Linked DNA regions of Mus musculus: region 1 is linked to region 2. A link is a contact called in public Hi-C data. All regions are on one chromosome and are shown on one strand. Each heading gives the region's core, a stretch centred on a gene start, on an enhancer-like site or on the middle of the called end of the contact. The rest is flanking DNA. Distances are from core to core; before and after follow the strand shown. Region 1 has its middle 310 kb from the start of Sphkap. Region 2 has its middle 16 kb from the start of Krtap28-13.

Region 1 (2,735 bases), core at 136-2,635, 640 kb after region 2:
GTAGTCGATTGGGAGCCAGGAAATACCAGAGTCGTACTGTACAAGCAACCTCACACATGAGACTTGATGGAAGGGGGAAAACTCAGAAGGGTGACTGCCTCTGCTTGGGTGAGAACAGAAGACAGGATTTATATAGGGTTTCTTGGAAGTGAAGATTATTGGGATTTCAAGCTCTGAGCTTGGACTTTTTACTCTGGAGGGTGGAGCTTGGCTGCCTGTCTCTGGAGGGAGGGGACCTGGCCTCTGAAGCCTTTAGAATGTCTTATACATGGAGTCTCCTGGTTGGAGGTACTCAGGGGTGGGTCTTGCACACTCTCATCTCAAGGGGCTTGCAATATCAACCATACTTCGAATGTCCAGGAGTATTGGTCATGACAAAGGAATGTAAGTTGGTAAAGTTTAAGAATGCCTGTTTGGGGTGAGGGACATAGATGGGAGGCTTTGGAGGAGGAAAGGGAAGAAACAAATGTTGTAATTAAATTATAAATGTGAAGATAAACAATAGAACATATACCCCAATTAGGAACACAGTTAAGACTAAAATCACTCCTCCCCAAATCTCTGCTGTAGGTCATGCTGGTTTACCACTAATAGTATATGCTAAGTCTGTGATGATTATTTGGCTACCATGTTTGATATTGGATAGCATATCCTGGGAACTTACATTTGAAAGTTGACATACAATGAGGAATGTAGAATGCTTTAGAATCTCGTATAAGTGTTTTGAAGACTGGAATGTAGCTGGGGATATAGCTTAGTTGGTAGATTGTTTGGCTACCATATATGAAGCCCATGCATGGTTTGATCCCATCACTGCATAAAGATGGTGTGGTGGTGCTCACCATGTAACCTCAGTACTGGGGAGATAGTGTCAAGAGGATAAGAAATTCAAGCTCACCTTCAGCTACGTAGAGTTAGGTAGGGTTAGGACTGGGTTAGGGTTAGGTTCAAGGCCAACCTGAGCTGGACACGCTGTCTCAAGAAATAAAAAATAAATAAAAACTGAACTATTATGAATAACAACCAAGCTTTTCATAAAAATGAACATTAAATATATTCCACACTTTTTCATGTAAAATACAGAAGAGGTAGCTGAGACAGGGGGAAATGTGTTATATGTGCATTTCTGATTATTGCCTCATGAAATTAAAGTACTACATAGAAGAAGTAGAAGAAGAAGGAGGAGGAGGAGGAGGAGGAGGAGGGACAGGAGGGAGAGGGGGGAGAGGAGAAGGGGAGAGAGAGAGAGAGAGAGAGAGAGAGAGAGAGAGAGAGAGAGAGAGAGAGAGAGAGAGAGAAAGTCAAAATTTCCTATGACTGCAGATGCCTTTAGAAACTATATGGTCCTAGCGCCATCTGGAGGATCAGTGAGAATATGTTCAGAAGCCAATGGCAGAAATGAGCAGATAAACAGTCTCCCAACATTTGCACTATATGACTCTCCTGGCCTCCAAACAGTTCCCAAATAAGGGCTCCAATGATACCAACAGTCCAAAACTTCAACTTCTTCACTTCAAAAACAGGTTTAAACCTGAACCAAGAATGTCAAACAGGATCTGTTGTATATATATTTTTTAAACAAAACAAAATTCAGAATGCAATTTTTGTTTCTTGTCTGAGAGGAAAGAATTGTACAGGGCTTGGTAGGAGTACTAACATTCTGCAGCCCTTTTCAAGAAACATATAACTATAAAATGCCAATACTCCTCAGATTTTAATGTGTGTGCCAGAATTAAGATTCTTTTTTAAAATGTAGGTGCTAACTCAATGGTTCCAGGGTCAAATGTCAAGAGTCAGCAGTTCTGAAAAGTTTTCCCTTGCTGCTTGTCCTAGGAGAGATTAAACCAAAGTTTTAGTGCTTTAATCCACAATACATGGACTGGTAGACTCCCTCATGATCTTGTTTGAAAGAGAATCAAATCAACTACTGTGAAGCAGCAAACAATGAGATACTCATCAGGGCCTCTGGTCTGCAGGAAAATGCCTTCAAGGTTTAAGATCAGTGACATATTATCCTCAATCCTTTGAAAAAAGAAGTTATCTTTCAGGCTTAACATGTCCTTGTAAATGAATGTAGTTCATAATTCTGTACATATGTTGCTGGCTTGGTTTTCTAGAATGTGCTAAGAGTTTGGAGTCCCTGCTCATGAAACATACTGCTCTTTGAGTGAATATAAATGTTTCTTTCGAGTGCTTTGAATTGGCCTGACATGTACAAACACTGGTTTCTGAATGTTTGGTAGAATCCACAGGCAAAGGAATTGGAACCTCAACTATGATATTTTTCTTGGATGTTTATATCTAAGTTTCTATAATTGCTGTTCATTTTATTTGGATTATGTATATTTCCTTTGCTCAGTTTCGATACTTGGGTACTTTTTTGAAACTTGCCCATTTTCTTTAAGGCATCTATTACTGACTTACACCATTTCCTTAACTAGCCATGCAAAACTTAAGGATGGGTACCTTCTACAATATACATTGTTAGGTGATTGTGTTGGGTGGGCAAGTGTCACAACCTAAGTCTATGTTAGTATATTCAGTGGAACCACACCTGGGCTACCTGTAATTTATCCAGATTTGCTTTGCCATATTGCTCTTATCATATTTGTTCTGACAAAGAATTTTTTCCCACTATTAGCCTATGTAGAGTTTCCCAAATTCTTGGTCAACTTTCCATCAGCAATCACAGATTCACCACAGGCGTTCACATCATATAATGAATACAATTCTTC
Region 2 (2,700 bases), core at 36-2,535:
ATACAAGGTGTGATGAACAAAGGGAGAAGAGGTGGTTGGAGGGTGTTGGGGGACTTAGGAGGGAGAGGGAAATAGTCAAGTGTCATTCAGGACATGAACGCTGAAGAGAAGGTAGGGCTTTGCCTATCAGAGAAAGAGAGAGGCGCCTTCTAGCCAGAAGCCACATCTAAGCGCCACCACAGTGAGAGAAGGCACAGAGGGTGCGAATTTGGGCAGGATTCACAGTGAGGATGTCCCAAAATTATGACCCCCATGACCGTCAGGAACTTTGGTAAAGTAGACAAGAGTGTTCATTCACTCTTTAACCGAAGGTCAACAGGGCTTTGAAGCAGGGTGAGGTGTCATCCCTGAGCTGAGACCTTAACCCGAGGAAGAGAAATAAGAAGACACAGGCTTTAAACAGAGTTGACAAAGGGAGTTTTACAAATAGCTAGGAAACTGCTCAGAGATTCTAATAAATATGCAGCCGTAGGGATGGTACTAAGAGACTCCCGTGAAGTGCAATGGATTTTCTGCTATTCATATTTAAACATGAAAGGTTAATCACAGTCGGCTAGAGGAGGCTGACATTAAACACAGACTTAAATAACAACACGTCCCTCAAACTGAGCTTTCATTGTGGCGATTTCGGAGCTCGTTTATATTGCCTCAAATAATCCACACACAAATCTCGTGGAACAGATTTTGTTATCTATACTTTACAGAGAAGGAAAACAAGGCACACAGAGGCAAGAGGGAAGTTAATGAGGGGCTCATTTAACTAGTTGTTTGCAGTGCCCTTTTGAATAGAGCACTGAAAAGCAGCCCCGTGCTGCCACCTAATGGTTAGAAGTGGTAAGTACAGTAAGGGAGGAGACATCACAGTGAATAGACAGTCAGTGGCTCTCTGGAAGAGGCTGAATTGGAATAGAAATTAAGGTGATTGTTTTGGAAGATGAGCAGAGGGAGCAGCTTGTGCGAAGGCACAAAGATTACAGTTTTTGAGCCACATGTAGAGCTGAGGTAATGGGCCGCGTGGGCGACCTCGTAGGGGCTGGTAGGTACTGTATGCTGAGATCATGGGAAATCAATGAAGACATTTGATCATGTAGAGAAATTTGAATTTTACATAATTTCCCTGGTGGGTGCCAGGAAAATGGACATAGGGGCACGCTATTCACTGGGGAAGCAGGTGGTGGGGAGTGACCTACAACAGGTTTGGAGACCCCTCATTCTGCAAGACACAGCCGTTAGCCCAGCCTGGGAAACCTCTGCATCTGTACACATCCTTACATCTCACCGTGACCTTTGGGGGATAGTCAACCAGTGTCGGCTAGTCGGTAGTACCAAATGACTATCAAACATAGATTCCTAGTGTCCCATAACTTAAAAAAAAAGTATATATAAGAAAGACTTCTAGACAGATAAAATTGCCTATTACAAACCCTAGCAACAAAAGCTTGCATATCTTCTAGTACATTTCTTTTGCTTTGGAGCACAAACAATGGCTGATTAAAAAAAAATAGCACTTTCAACATCACACCAGCTTTAGTTGGAAAAACAACAGAGCCCAGCTGAGATGGCTAAAACCTTAAGAAATTGGTATTCTCTAAAGACTGATAGTGCGCTTTCTTTCTAGGCACTAAGACTATTTATGAAATGTGATACGGAGCCAGACTGTGTGGGCAAAGCAGTTTGACCTCACGTTTCCTTGAAGTAAGTGTTGTGGTTTTACAGGGCTCCTTGAATCAGTTTCTCCACTGGATTCGAAACATGACAGCGTGTGATGAAACTGGGGGTGGCTTGGGTGCTTTTGAAATATTTTGCAAAAGCAAGAAGAGCAAGTGGAACAAAACACAGACTGTCTGGCTTGTGGTGAAGTGTTATTCCTCTCTGTCAAGAAATACCAGTATTTCCCTCCGCTTCCACTGCTCTCCCTGCTACATGATGCTATTTTTCTTTTCTTTAGATAGAGAGGAGGAACTCTGTAAGCACTTTCAGACCCAATGAAGAAGAAACGGGGAGGGATGGTGTGAGATATCTTCAGTTTCTTGTTTCCTTACATGCCCTTGGCATTTTGAAAGGTTGCTGCTTAGTCCTTCATAGTTAACAATAGGGAGATGTGACAAGAGACCCGGAAGCTGAGCGATGCTCTGGGACCTTTAGACATCGGTCCTGCCTTCCCAGGCTGCTGCAGATGGCCAGCTCTGAAGCCAGGGTCCCAAAGCAAGGATCAGAAGCAGGAATCTGGTCAGGCACAAACCTCCTGACATGTGCAACCTGTGGTTGGCCAAGGATACCTATGAATGTGATCTAATACCAAAATCATACATGTATTTAAAACATTATGAGATTTGTTTTTTGTCTTTTGGGGATTTTTTTGTAATTTTTTTTTTTTGTGACTAGTTTGTGTATTTCTTTAAGGGTAAACTTTGTTAATGGCAATGCCAAAAGCTTGGACATGCTTGCAAGTTCTACATCTTTGGATGACTGAAATATATAGTCTCATCTCGGGATAATCTCTCTGACACCAGGCTCTCAAAAAAAGAGCCCAGAAGCATACACAGCAGAATAGTGTCACTCTGGAACACTACTTGCTTTAGTCTATTTGCACAGATACAACAAAATATGTACCAGCTAGCTTATAGGCAATAGATGTTTATTTCTCACAGTATTCAGTCTAAGACCAAGATACTGGCAGAGCCAGTGCCTTTGAGTTTC

The links. Hi-C and Micro-C count contacts between places; a contact is called where the count stands out from the background.
Region 1: a contact with region 2 is called in a Hi-C map of cortical neurons, with 4 times the contacts expected there. The contact joins two enhancer-like sites. A contact is called at or near these places in 1 of 39 promoter capture datasets (embryonic stem cells), 2 of 15 datasets of contacts at CTCF or cohesin (pro-B cells and stem cell-derived epiblast-like cells), 92 of 484 Hi-C or Micro-C datasets (the AML12 cell line, the AtT-20 cell line, the Ba/F3 cell line and 46 more) and 2 of 115 datasets of contacts at active chromatin or transcription factors (astrocytes and stem cell-derived neural progenitor cells).

Annotation. Positions count from the first base shown.
Region 1 is chr1:83,715,871-83,718,605 of GRCm38.p6, forward strand. No RefSeq gene overlaps it. Among named protein-coding and RNA genes, the nearest start is that of Sphkap, 310 kb to the left of the region's middle. Within about 2 kb of position 1,386, at least 3 of the 459 cell types and tissues checked have an H3K27ac peak or open chromatin away from gene starts, as enhancers often do. A contact at or near this core is called in cortical neurons, where this site is marked.
Region 2 is chr1:83,075,511-83,078,210 of GRCm38.p6, forward strand. No RefSeq gene overlaps it. Among named protein-coding and RNA genes, the nearest start is that of Krtap28-13, 16 kb to the left of the region's middle. Within about 2 kb of position 1,286, at least 12 of the 459 cell types and tissues checked have an H3K27ac peak or open chromatin away from gene starts, as enhancers often do. A contact at or near this core is called in cortical neurons, where this site is marked.